2 separate regions of the Anser cygnoides genome follow, and region 2 is linked to region 1. A link is a contact called in public Hi-C data. All regions are on one chromosome and are shown on one strand. The core of a region is the stretch at or near the end of the contact, and the rest is flanking DNA. Distances in the headings are between cores, read along the strand shown. Region 1 holds the start of LOC125180811 (basic proline-rich protein-like). Region 2 overlaps NRIP1 (nuclear receptor interacting protein 1).

Region 1 (5,957 bases), core at 2,020-4,519:
AGAGACAGCGATATTTAGAAGTGAAATGTGTGAAAGCAGAACTTCTCTCCAGACAGGTAATTATTAAACAGGAGTAATGAGTTCCAGGAACGATTTCAGCAAGAGACTGCATCCTATTTTGGGACAAACTCTCCTGATGGCTCGCAACTGCTTCTTCCCCTTCCACACCACACAGATGTTTACAGGAATATTAGCTTCTGTTCTCCTTCTTTAACCATTTAAGTCAAGTGACATGCAACAGACAGCCAAACAAATTACCACATTAATTATTCCAAGTGCTATATAGGTCTGGTCACATTTCTCAGTGTACTTGAAATAAATAATCCAGAAACACTAAAACATATGCATTCATCTTTAGCAAAAGAATTCTTCCCATTTTTCTGGAGGCAAATCTTCCCATTATCAAATTCAAGAGTTTATGTGATCACTGATGTCCACTTAAAATATCGTTTGCAAATCTTAGCGTATTATTTTCTAATTCAGTATTTTCAAATGCAATTATCAAAATCTGAACACCATCATATCCAAAAGATGTCACACACACTTGTTAAATACATTACTTATATGTGCTGTGGGCAGACCAATACAGCTAGTCACTGACTGTATCATGTTGGCCTGTTCGCAGGAAGAGAGAGCAAACCACAAATGCTATTACTGTTACTCTTCTTTCTTTGGTTTATGGCTATTTAGACAGACTGTCAAGTTCATATTTTTAATATTTTTATCCATTTGTGCATATTCTTTTGCACATTTTCCTCCTGTTCAGACTTCACTCCCTACCTGCATTATCTTTTTACTCGCCTGTCATTAAGACCCTGCTGAGCAGTAATGATTTATACTTCAAAATTCACTCTTCTTGTCCCAAAAGAGCATTTACCCCTTTTTCCCATCCACGGGATGTGCATCCTGTTCATCCCATCCACCACCTGTAACCCAGCCACACACCTCACACATCACGGAGCCCCAGGGGTGCCGGGCAGCTGCCACCCCACCACTCTTGGGGCCGGTGCCCCCACGCCGGGTGCTCAGCTGCAAACCCCACACTCTTCCCTGTCTCCCTTCTGGAATCCCCGTACATTCACATGCAGGAATAAAAACGCAAGCCGTTTTGGTTCTGAGGTTCAGGCTGGTTCGTAAGAGCTATTCTAAAATTAACAAAATATTAGTCTTCAAGTCTTCTCTTGCAGCGAGGCGTCAAGCACTACCACTACCGTTGAGCAAGACAGCTGACTGTGGGAAATGCAACTCCCCAGCTTTGCCTTGGGCAAGTTTATACATGTGCTTGGCACAATGCAAAACAGAGTTTATCTTTTAATATAGTAATGTGCTGCACTGTCACCGGTAAAATTAACAGTGCTCTCAGTGCTAACAATACTACAGGTAGCATTACAGAAACCTTATGCCAATGTTCAAATACAGGAGGAAAAAAAAAGTTCTCTCTGAAAAGTCAAAATAAAGCTTTAAAGCAAGCCTTGGTCATTTATTTTAAACCAATCCCACATTAAATAAAACCTACCAGCACATATGATCACTATTAAGTTAATCTGTGTTTGAGTCCTGTAACCTTTACTGAATCAGTTTAAGAAATATATGCATCTTCGATGTCTTTTACATAACAGGAGTCATCCTAAACACAGCTGACTATCAAATGCTGCAGGTGACACAGCCTACATTTAAAGCACCTGTTTTTTAAGCTTATGATATAAAAACATCTGTTCACTTCTTTATCAACATAGTTTCTATGATTATAATAAGTTTTTGTTATTTTTACTCTCCAGTTTTGTTTAGCATTATCTATCGCATTAGAAGAAGAAATAATTACGGAGAGAAAAGAGGAAGGGCACATTCTCATCTGTTTATTTTTATATTTTTTTTTACCCTAAGACCACTAGGGGAGAGAAAAAAAAAAAACACAACAGTCCAATTTGGTTACTTAAAAAACATCCATCCTGCGTGGTTCGGCATTTGAAAGCATCTTATATTGTGTGCATGCATGATACAGAAAAATCTTAAAGCCACTGACAGATCTCCCTCATCCGATAACTCAGAACTGCAGGCCAGTCAAACAAGAGGTCAGTTTTCACCCCAGCCTAAAACATGCAGTCACTACTTGTTACTTCTTCCTTCCTGCTCAACAAAACTTATACCTGTGTATGTGTACATGTATATACACACATACATGTATTAATATATATACATAATATATACATTGATATATACACACACACACAGAACACATGCATTTAACTCACAAAAAAACTGTCTTGCCTTGTAGTCTATCCCTGGCCATACAAACGCTGATAAAATAACAAGAGAGCCCTTCTCAACCACAAGTTTGGGAAGACAAATGCCCCAGACAGCAGAAGTCACAGATCTGCCCAAGCACAGCTCTGAATGAGAACTTTTGCTCTCCGAGACGTCCGCTCCGGTTGCCCATACAACAATTACTCAGATGCCACTAGATCAGATTTAAACCACAAAATACTCCCAGCTCAGAAAGCATGTGTCATACGGCTTCTTAATGTGTCACTTTATAGTGTGTTCAGCCAGGCCCACGAGCAGCGCTTCAGGTTGGACTATTAAAGGTTTCCAGCACTCACTCAGGGATACCCCATCTTTCCTCCCTACGGATCTTTGTAGGCTATATCTGCACGCTTTGTTAAGTAAAGCCTTGTAACATCTCTGAACATTTATTGTGCCATGACTCAGTTAAATTCTGATCAGCCAAGGAGCTCTCAGGCACCGCAGGCAGGTCCTCCTACACGAAACGCAGAGCGGTACGGTCTCCAGACTCCAGAAAGATGATGCAGAAGGGGACAACTTCTACTTCAGCTCTCCTAACACCAGCACACTGCCAAAGCCAGAAATTCCCCCGTTTTTTCAACACCTTCAACATGCATCAAACATTTCAGCTCGATTCTCCTTTAAATTAAAACATTGTGGATCGGAATCCACAACAAGATATAAGAAAGGAACAAAACCGATGCAGCAGAGGCACGGTGCTGCCCCTCATTTTGCCCACGCTCTCTTTTTACCCTCATTTTGCCCTGCGTCTCCTCGGGCTTCCCTTTGCTCCCAGTTAATTACCGAGCGGCACTCGCACAGCACCAGCCGCCTCCACCACCTTCCGCAGGGATACGGCGGGGGGGGGGGGGGGTGAAGAAATCACCTTTAAAGGGCTTCGGGGACAGGAAAACACGCCTGCAAAGTAACCTTTAGTCTAGAAGGGAAACAGCGACGTTCCCGCGGGGCCGGCGCGGCGGAGGCGATGAGGCGGCATCTTCATGGGCACCCGCGGCCGCCCCGACCGGCGGCCGGGGGAAAGGGGGCGGGGGGCGCCCGCAGGTGGGGCTGGGCGGGGAGGCAGGACCGAGAGGGAAGGGAAGGAGGCAGAATACGGCCTCGGCGCTGCCCCGGGCGGAGCCTCGCCGACCCTGGCCTCGACCCTGGAGGTCTCCCTCCAGCCAGCGCTCGGGCTGTAAAAGCCGCGGCCTCCCCTCGCTCACACAAACACACACGGCCCCCCAAAACTTCCAGCTCGCCCCGTAAGGGGGGCTCCCCCCCAAGAAGCCGTCCCCGCCGCGGCCACCCCTCGCGGGGCTCACCCCGGTATTGTTCGCTCCCCGCCGCCGCCCGGCAGCGCCGGCACGGACAAACACACGGACAGGCAGGCAGACAGACAGACAGACACACGGACACCGCTCCCCTCCACACACTTGCACACGCAGCACCGCCCGCCCCGCGGCGGCTCCTCCCGAGCGCTGCCCGCTGGCCTCCCCCCTGCCTCCGCCGCACGGCCGCGGCGCCCGGCCTTCCCCATCGCCGAGCCTGGCTCCGCAGGGACCCCGACCCGGGCACCCACCGGGCCGGGCCGGGCCGAGCCAAGCCGAGCCACCCCGCTCCTCCCCGTCCACCCGCACGTACGCGGCGAGCCGAGCCCGGCGAGGCGCCGCTCCCCTGCGCGGTTCGGGGCTCTGCTGCAATGCCTGCGAGGCTGACTTTCAAAGCCTAACCCGCAACAGCGATCCTCCCCGCCTTCCACCTCGCGCGGCGCAGCCCGGCTCCTCCTCCTCCTCCCCCCTCTCGCGCCATTCATCTCTTCAGCCAAGTTTCTTAACCCTTCTCTCACCCCGCCCGCGGGCCGGCACGGAGGGAGGCCGGCAGGGATGGAGGCAGGGGAGGCAGCACCCCGGCCCAGACCGGACCGGCCCGCCGAGGCTCGCAGCCCCCGGCCGCCAACGTGCTTGCGAAGAACGGCATAACGGGGAAGGGGCTTCTCGTGGTTACCGCTTCTTGCCGGCTCGGCGCTGGCATTTTCCGCCTTTCCTCCCAAAAGCACCAGCTGGAAACTTTTTTGTTTTCTTCTTTCTTCTCCTTCCCAACAAGCCTCCCGGAGCCTCCCGCGGCCCGCCCGGCACCCGCGGCGGCGGCTCCCGGGCGAGCCGGAGGCGGAGCGGGCCCGGTCTGCCCCCCTCCCCGAGCCTACACCGGCCTCCCCCGGGGCCTCCCCCCGCGGCCCAGCCCTCGCGGCCTGCGGCGCCCCGAGCGCGGCCTCGCCTGCCGCGGCCGGGGGGGCTCGGCTGGGGGCCGGGATGTGCCGCGGGGGAGGCAGCAGCTGCCCGCACCCCAAAAAAAATGCGGATCTGGGGAGCCGGGGCTGGTGGCCCCGTGCCAGTAAACAAGGAACGGGCGGCCTGGGACAGAACCTCCGAGAAGAGGCGGCCTCCATCTTGGTGGGTGGCATCCACGGCGGCCTGGAGGCAGCCTTTGCTGAGGGGGCTGCACTGGGGGCTGCTTTGCCGTCAGGCTCCGTGCCCGCCGAGGAGTGGGAGAGCCCCGAGACACGCAGCCGACTTGTCTGCTGAGACTAGACTGCAAAAAAAGTGCGTGACCCTAGTCACATCATCCATGTGCCTCTGCAGTGCCCGTGTTTAAAACGAGTCTCGATGCTTCGCGTGTTGTTTGACATAGGCTTTAGGAGACACATCATACTTCGCTTCTCTTAGATGTTAAAGACTGGAAAAGGAGAAGCAAATTTGTTTATGAATCAGTTATGAACTGTGCGATAATATCTGTGTCAACATATGCCAGTATTTTAGTTCTAAAAGTCATGTAAAATAATTACAAGTGGTACATTCAAACATCTTTTCAGGAAAAAAAAAAATACCGTTAAAGAACATATTAATTTCCACTTTAAAGAAAGCAAAAGGGAGTCACGCTTGTGAAAAGCCAAGTGCTTTAGCTTACAGATACCATGACTGAAAGTAGATGTAGGAATGTGAAGCAAAACCTCTTTTGCTTTGGAATGCACGGATTGTGTACAGGCTTAGAGCAGAGCGAGTAATGCACTACTTGACCTATTTTTTGTAAGCCAATGAAAGATTTAGGTTAACTTAATCATCATGTGATTTTAACCACTTTTTTTCCAGAAAAGCAGCAGCATTTTCTAAAGCTACTGCGTGTCACATTATATATACATGACAGTCTCTTTGAGGGAATGTCTCACAACACAAGCTGATCGTGCTTCCAGTAAAACACTGATTTTTGCTCTTCATTTGCATAGTAGTGTCATTAACTAATTCTCATAAAGAAATGATCTTTAATTTTTTTATTTCTCAAAAAATCTTTATCTCAAAAATGTTTCATTGTTAAGCAGCTGAATTGTCTAGGGGAAAGGAAATTTTCTCATTACTGCAGCAATTTAGCTGCTATTTCAATCAAGAATGTCTGTAGTAGAGACCTCTTTCATTCTTAACCTTAGGGAACTTATTGCATAGATGAGAGACCTACAAAACGAGGAATCCTGAACAAGCAACGGAAAAAATGCTCGTGTGAAATACTTGTTAAAATGCGTTTTGTTAGATAAAATATAGTTGGCTGAGGAAACAAGTTCTGTATGGTAAAATGAGATGAGATTGTATCAAACAATGCTATATATCGATTTAGCAGATTATTTC
Region 2 (5,957 bases), core at 953-3,452, 57 kb before region 1:
ACCCCCACAAATGTTTATCACTGATTATACATTTAACTGTGTCAGTTCCCCAAGAATGAAACTTGATTAATATACAGTGAAGAAATCAATGTCCTCTTAAGGACAATCGTGCTTTTGAGTTATGATCAATGCAGATAATGCACTTCCACACATCTCTGACCTTCCCTCTTGTTAAAGGAATCTGAAGATACAGCCATTTCTTCACAGCACTACAATAAAATTGTGCATTCCTTGGATTTGGTGGAATAACTGTACATACATGTTCAGTGATTTGTCATGTAAGTAATTTTATGTTATTTTAACCAAGAATTGGTTTCACAAAGGCCAAGCTACACCTGATTAAAAGTAAGGCACAGTTTTTATTGCCAGTAGTGGTTGTGTTCCACTTGGGACCACGTGTCCCATGGCTAGCTGTAAATAAGAGCCACTTTCATGACTTTCAGCAGAATAGGTTTCAACTAACAGAAAACACACACAGTAATTTGACAGTAAGTTGAAGTATAGGATCACACTCATGCAGTTTTCAATTATATGTTTTTTTAAAAAAAAGTATAAATCCATGTTAAAAGTCCAGGTGATTTTTTATTTTATTTTATTTTTTTAAGTGAAAGGACAACATAGTTTCCATTTTAATTAGAGATTTCAGCCTTTTGCGGGTCATGTTTCTAAAGGCTAAGGACACAGAAAAAGCTCATATAACTTCTGTTAAGTGGGAAAGGAAAAATCTGCATTACCAATAAAGTTTCTTGTAGTTTAATTACAATTAAAAATATATATATTTTTTCTCTAAAGCAGCAATAAAATCGAGCAAAAATGAATATACAATGTAAGAACCAACTTTAGTGAAACCTGGAGAGAAAAAGCTAACAACATCCTGTACAGAACATCACAAATTCCTCATTTTACCAGTGGGCCAGAGTTAATCTGCAAACATTCATAGCAAATCCCCAACTAAAACAATAAAAACCTTTTAAGTCACATAGATGTATACAGAGATGAATAGACAATTAATGATACTCTCAAACTTTAGGAACTGGGTTGCAACTCATCCTGAGACATGAGTCAAATTGACCTAAGTCATGAGTCAAATTAGAACAGTTAAAATACTGACTTCACTAAAAAACAATGCAAACTATGACTCTGTATACACTTCAACAAAATCGTGGTAGGAACAGTGGAAGGCTGGCAAGGGCAAGTGTTTTAACTACCCCTTAATACACGGGCATGAACTTTGAAGTAATTTCTCAAATTTTATGTTGATAAAAATGACAAGCATTTTAAGCAGAAAGATGATATGCTGTCATGAAGTTGTGGAATAGAGCTTTTACTAATATGTTTTATATCTGTCTTTCATGAGTGCTATATGAAGGACATAATTACAAAATAGCAATATATAACTGTTTATCATTACTGATTGTTCCATTAATGTCAAGAAAGTTGAAATACTTATACACATTTTAAAACAATATAAAACAAAACAACACAGATGTACAATTGATTCTAAGTGTGTGATTTTCCACATGCAAGAACATAGCCAGCAAAATGAAAGACCTATTAAAAATAAACCTATCATCTCTTACTTACATGTAAGCATTAGCTAATTTGGGACCGTCTTTCATAGTACACGTCAAACCAACAACTTCACTAAGCCTTTATAAAGCCATATGCCTACAGTGTCAATTACAAAACCAGCTTCACGTCCATGTTAGCATATGTCTAAAATTAAGCCTGTGCTCAAGAACCCTGCTGAACATGTGCAGCACTGGTGAATCATTAACTGTCTGCTTGTGAGTCCCATCCCTCTGTAGAAAAAAAGAGTCAACCTCAGTCACCATGAAGAACTCTAATGAATAAAACAGACTAGTTCAGAAGCTGCACATTTAAAGGCATATAAAAACACAGTTCCACAGGAATTTGTCTGATTTAAGCATGAAGCTACTGCCAAAACATGTAGCATTGTCTTGCTCTATAAATTTTCAGCTGCTTGCTCCTGCTCCCTTCCTTACATTGACACATATTCCTATAAAAAGCTCCTACAGGACAAGCAGGACTAAGGACCTCATTGACACCAAAGTGAACCCCAAAGAAGCTGTTGACTGGTTGTTTCACAGTCCTCCATGTGGGGATGTGTGAATGCTGGAGTGGTGTGGGGAAGGACAAAGGGCAGGACCTACGTCTATAAGTGCCAAACCACACTTTTGTCATATGAAAGCAAACGCAGTATTGCCACTGCTGAGATTCTCTAGATGGAAACCACCATCTCCAGGCAGAATGTCTCTACTGAACACTGAAGAGTTCACTAGTCAGACGAAGATACCTTTAAGAAGCATTTCCTGAACAGAATTAAATATATATATATATGCATATATATCTCCAATGTGTTCTTTTCAGTCACTGTGAAATTTGAAAAGTTCACTGAAAATAAAATAAATCAAATTACTTTTATTTTTATATTATAGTGAGGCATCCCCTGAAGCCGCAGTATAAATCCTATTAAACTGAACTTAGCTTGTCCATCCCAAAAATAGATTTGACATACAAACACAAACACAAGGTCAAGGTCACAGATCAGCAAGAAAGACTACAAAGAGGACTGATGTAAGAGCTGGCATTTGATCAAAGCTCCTAAATTATTTATTTATTTAGTATGCTTACCAGAAATACCACATTTTCTTCACATTGGTGCATTACATGTTTTAAGTATTCCCCACCTTTGAGAGCAGCTGACCTGGGCTTATTTATGTTAACAAGAGATGTTAGGCAGGGTATCAAATAAACTAAGGAACGGCTCTTACGTTAAATGAAAACAAAGTGGAAGACACCCCTTTTTGCCATCTTTTTTCACTATTTAATACATACTAAATCAGAAATTTGAAAGGAGAACCCTCTCAGAAGTATAGGACATGGTAGTAAGACCACTGCTAAAGAATAAGATTCTCAAGTTTATAACTCTGAGTCACTTAATACAGCAACTGTATATTTGGATGTGCACTCCCAAATACAACATTCACTCATCTATCCTAACTAGCTGTGAGCACAGCATATATTTTTCAATTAAAAAAAAGAACCTTGTAACATAAGGTCCCTGCAGAATACAATCAAACTAACCTCTTCTGTAATCAGGACATTTGCCTCCTAGAAAGCTGCTTTAATACTGAACACTGAGTAAGTGAGCAGATTAAACACAGTAGCAACAGTTGAAAGACTCATTCAAACTCAGCAGCTGAAAATAGTTAACAATGGAGGTCATTTACTGATCTATCCATCCATTCACTCACTCAGTGATATGTTCCCAAACCTTTAACCACACACTGATAAATAATCATTGTACAGATCATGTCCACCAGACACACCTTCTGACACAAACAGAAGAAAGATGAGGAGTCTTGAGGAACACAATGTCATAACGTTCAAACATGTAACACCATCACAAAGTTTCTGTAAGTACATTATAACTAGCAATCTGAAGAACAGGATGGCTTGTACTCTGAGTCTCCACTTTCAACACCAGCAGCTCCGATGTTAGTCTAGACATGACTGGGAGCAGTTTATATTTAGACAGAGCGCTATGTCTATAAATAGGACTGTTCGTGTTGGTATAAAGCTTTCGTTGGAACTCATTTGGGCTAACCTGTTTAACTCATATGTGGGACTCTCAGGCATCACCGGTAAAACCTTTATGTCATTACACATCCATCTATCATCTCATTTCTGTTTCAAGATTTGTTTACTAATTTTTCTCAGTCTAATTTTTGTACAGATATTACATTTGTAGCACTCTACCTGTTTGATTGGGTTGGCTCAGTTACTAATGAATAGCCCTTAAAGGAAAAGGGCAAGAAAAATAATGCCAGCTAAGAAGACTGCTCCTTTTTAATAACATCCTTCACGTGAGTTAGATTGTCACTCCTTTCAGCTATAGTCAGCTATAGTATTGCCTGAGCTACTGCAGACACACAAATCACTCCTGAAGCCTTGCATGCGAGCTTCTCAGCACAACAGCATAGGTGTTTTTAGCTCTGATACTGATTCATGAGATCTTAAAACAGTCACTGGTTTAAGATCAAACTGAGCTAGGTTTTAGACCTCAGGGCAATACAATTCTGCTAACCCTTTTCTAACCCCTTTGAGCAAAATGGGAGAAAAGTGGAGTAGTTTTTTTTTTTAATGGAATTTTTATCTTTCCTATTCTGTAAAAGTTTGAGAAAGTTTCTCAATGCATTGAAGTGTTATAAAGAAAAATAAATCTGGTGTCCTACGATGGGGTTACAGCATTAGTGGATAGGTGAAGAGCAACTGACATCATCTACCTGGACTTCTGCAAAGCATTTGACACTGTCCCCCATGAAATCCTTGTCTCTTAAATTGGAAAGACATGGATTTGACTGATGCATCAGTTGATGGGTAAGGAATTGGCTGGATGGTTGCACTTGAAGAGCTGCAGTCAGTGGCTCAATGTCCAAATGAAGGGAAGGGATGCCATCCAGAGGGGCCTGGACAGGCTTGAGAGGTGGGACTGTGGGAACCTTATGAAGTTCAACAAGGCCAAGTGCAAGGTCCTGCATCTGGGCCAGGATAATCCTGATCACAAATACAAACTGAACAGAGAATAGACTGAGAGCAGCCTTGAAGAGAATGACTTGGGGGTGTTTGTTGACGAGAAGCTCAACATGAGCTGGCAACGCGCACTTGCAGACAAAAAACCAACCATATCCTGGGCTGCATCAAAAACAGTGTGGCCAGCAGGTCAAGGGAGGTGATTCTCTCCATGCTCTACTCTTGTAAGATCCCATCTGGAGTCCTGAGTTCATCTCTGGGCCCCCCCGCAAAAAAAGGACATGTACATATTAGAACAAGTCCAGAGGAGGTCCACAAGGATGATCAAGGGGCTGGAGCACCCCTCCTATGAAGACAGGTTGACTGAGCTGGAGCTGTTTAGTCTGGAGAAGAGAAGGCTCCAGGGAGACCTTATAGAGACTTTCCAATACCTAAAGGGGGCCTAAAGGAAAGCCTAGGGTATCTATTTCTCTATCAGGTAGTGTAGGGATAGGACAAGGGGTAATGGCTTTAAACAAAAAAGGGTTGATTTAGATTAGACATTAGGAAGAAGTTCTTTACTCTGAGGGTGGTGAGGCCCTGGAACAGGTTGCCCAGAGAAGCTGTGGATGCCCCATCCCTGGAGGTGTTCAAGGCCAGGTTGGATGGGGCTTTGAGCAACCTGGTTTAGTGGAAGGTGTCCCTGCCCATGTCAGGGGGCTTGGAATTAAATGATCTTTAAGGTCCCTTCCAACACAAACCATACTATGATTCTATGAAATAAATCAGGCAATGATTATGATTCAAGATCAAAGGTACCAGAGGTTCATTCAACATCCGCAGTCAGCTGCTTTCTCTCATTTGTCAAGAAAAACACACATGAAAAATATACAAGACATTTCACAACCAAAAATATTTAAAGAAACACATTAGTTTATATGTAGTATTTATCTGACACTTTAAACCAAGTCTACCTGGAGCCTAATAGCTTAAGTTTACAAACACAAAAATTCTAATGCACAACATTTATTTTATTTTTATTTTTTTTTTTTACTTTAATTGAGCTATATTACTGGGAACAATTGTTGGTTCAGTATCACAGTAGGTCTCCTCTAATGCTTATGTTATAGAAACTTTTTCTTTAATCATTATAACCAGATCAAATAAAATCACAACTAAAACAAGTCAGCAGCACTTTTTTTCCTCTTGTTAAATAAAAGTTCACATGCTACATCCTCTGCAGGAGCAGGGGGCTTCAGCTACTTCTCAATTTGGGATCAAACCCCGTTGTTTTCAAGTCAAAGGGATTTTGTACACTGCTGTCAATGGGCAGCGACTATTTTGAGTTTTTCTTACTGTGACAACATAAAGAGAACGCCCAAAACACAATTTTATTTCTATTCAGAGAATCCTAATAGGCA

What was found. A called contact is a pair of places that touch in the nucleus more often than the background predicts.
Region 2: a contact with region 1 is called in a Hi-C map of liver, with 5 times the contacts expected there. The contact joins the enhancer-like site here to the promoter of LOC125180811 in region 1. A contact is called at or near these places in 2 of 7 Hi-C or Micro-C datasets (both in liver).

Annotation. Positions count from the first base shown.
Region 1 is chr1:81,102,478-81,108,434 of Taihu_goose_T2T_genome, reverse strand. LOC125180811 (basic proline-rich protein-like) reads left to right here and starts at 3,269. Exons shown (of 3, transcript XM_048052945.2): 1 at 3,269-3,478; 2 at 3,568-4,883. The coding sequence starts at 3,269. The region is part of intron 2 of NRIP1 (nuclear receptor interacting protein 1); the gene reads right to left.
Region 2 is chr1:81,158,501-81,164,457 of Taihu_goose_T2T_genome, reverse strand. All of the region lies in intron 4 of NRIP1 (nuclear receptor interacting protein 1), which reads right to left. Among named protein-coding and RNA genes, the nearest start is that of NRIP1, 93 kb to the right of the region's middle. Within about 2 kb of position 2,202, at least 1 of the 3 cell types and tissues checked has open chromatin away from gene starts, as enhancers often do. A contact at or near this core is called in liver, where this site is marked.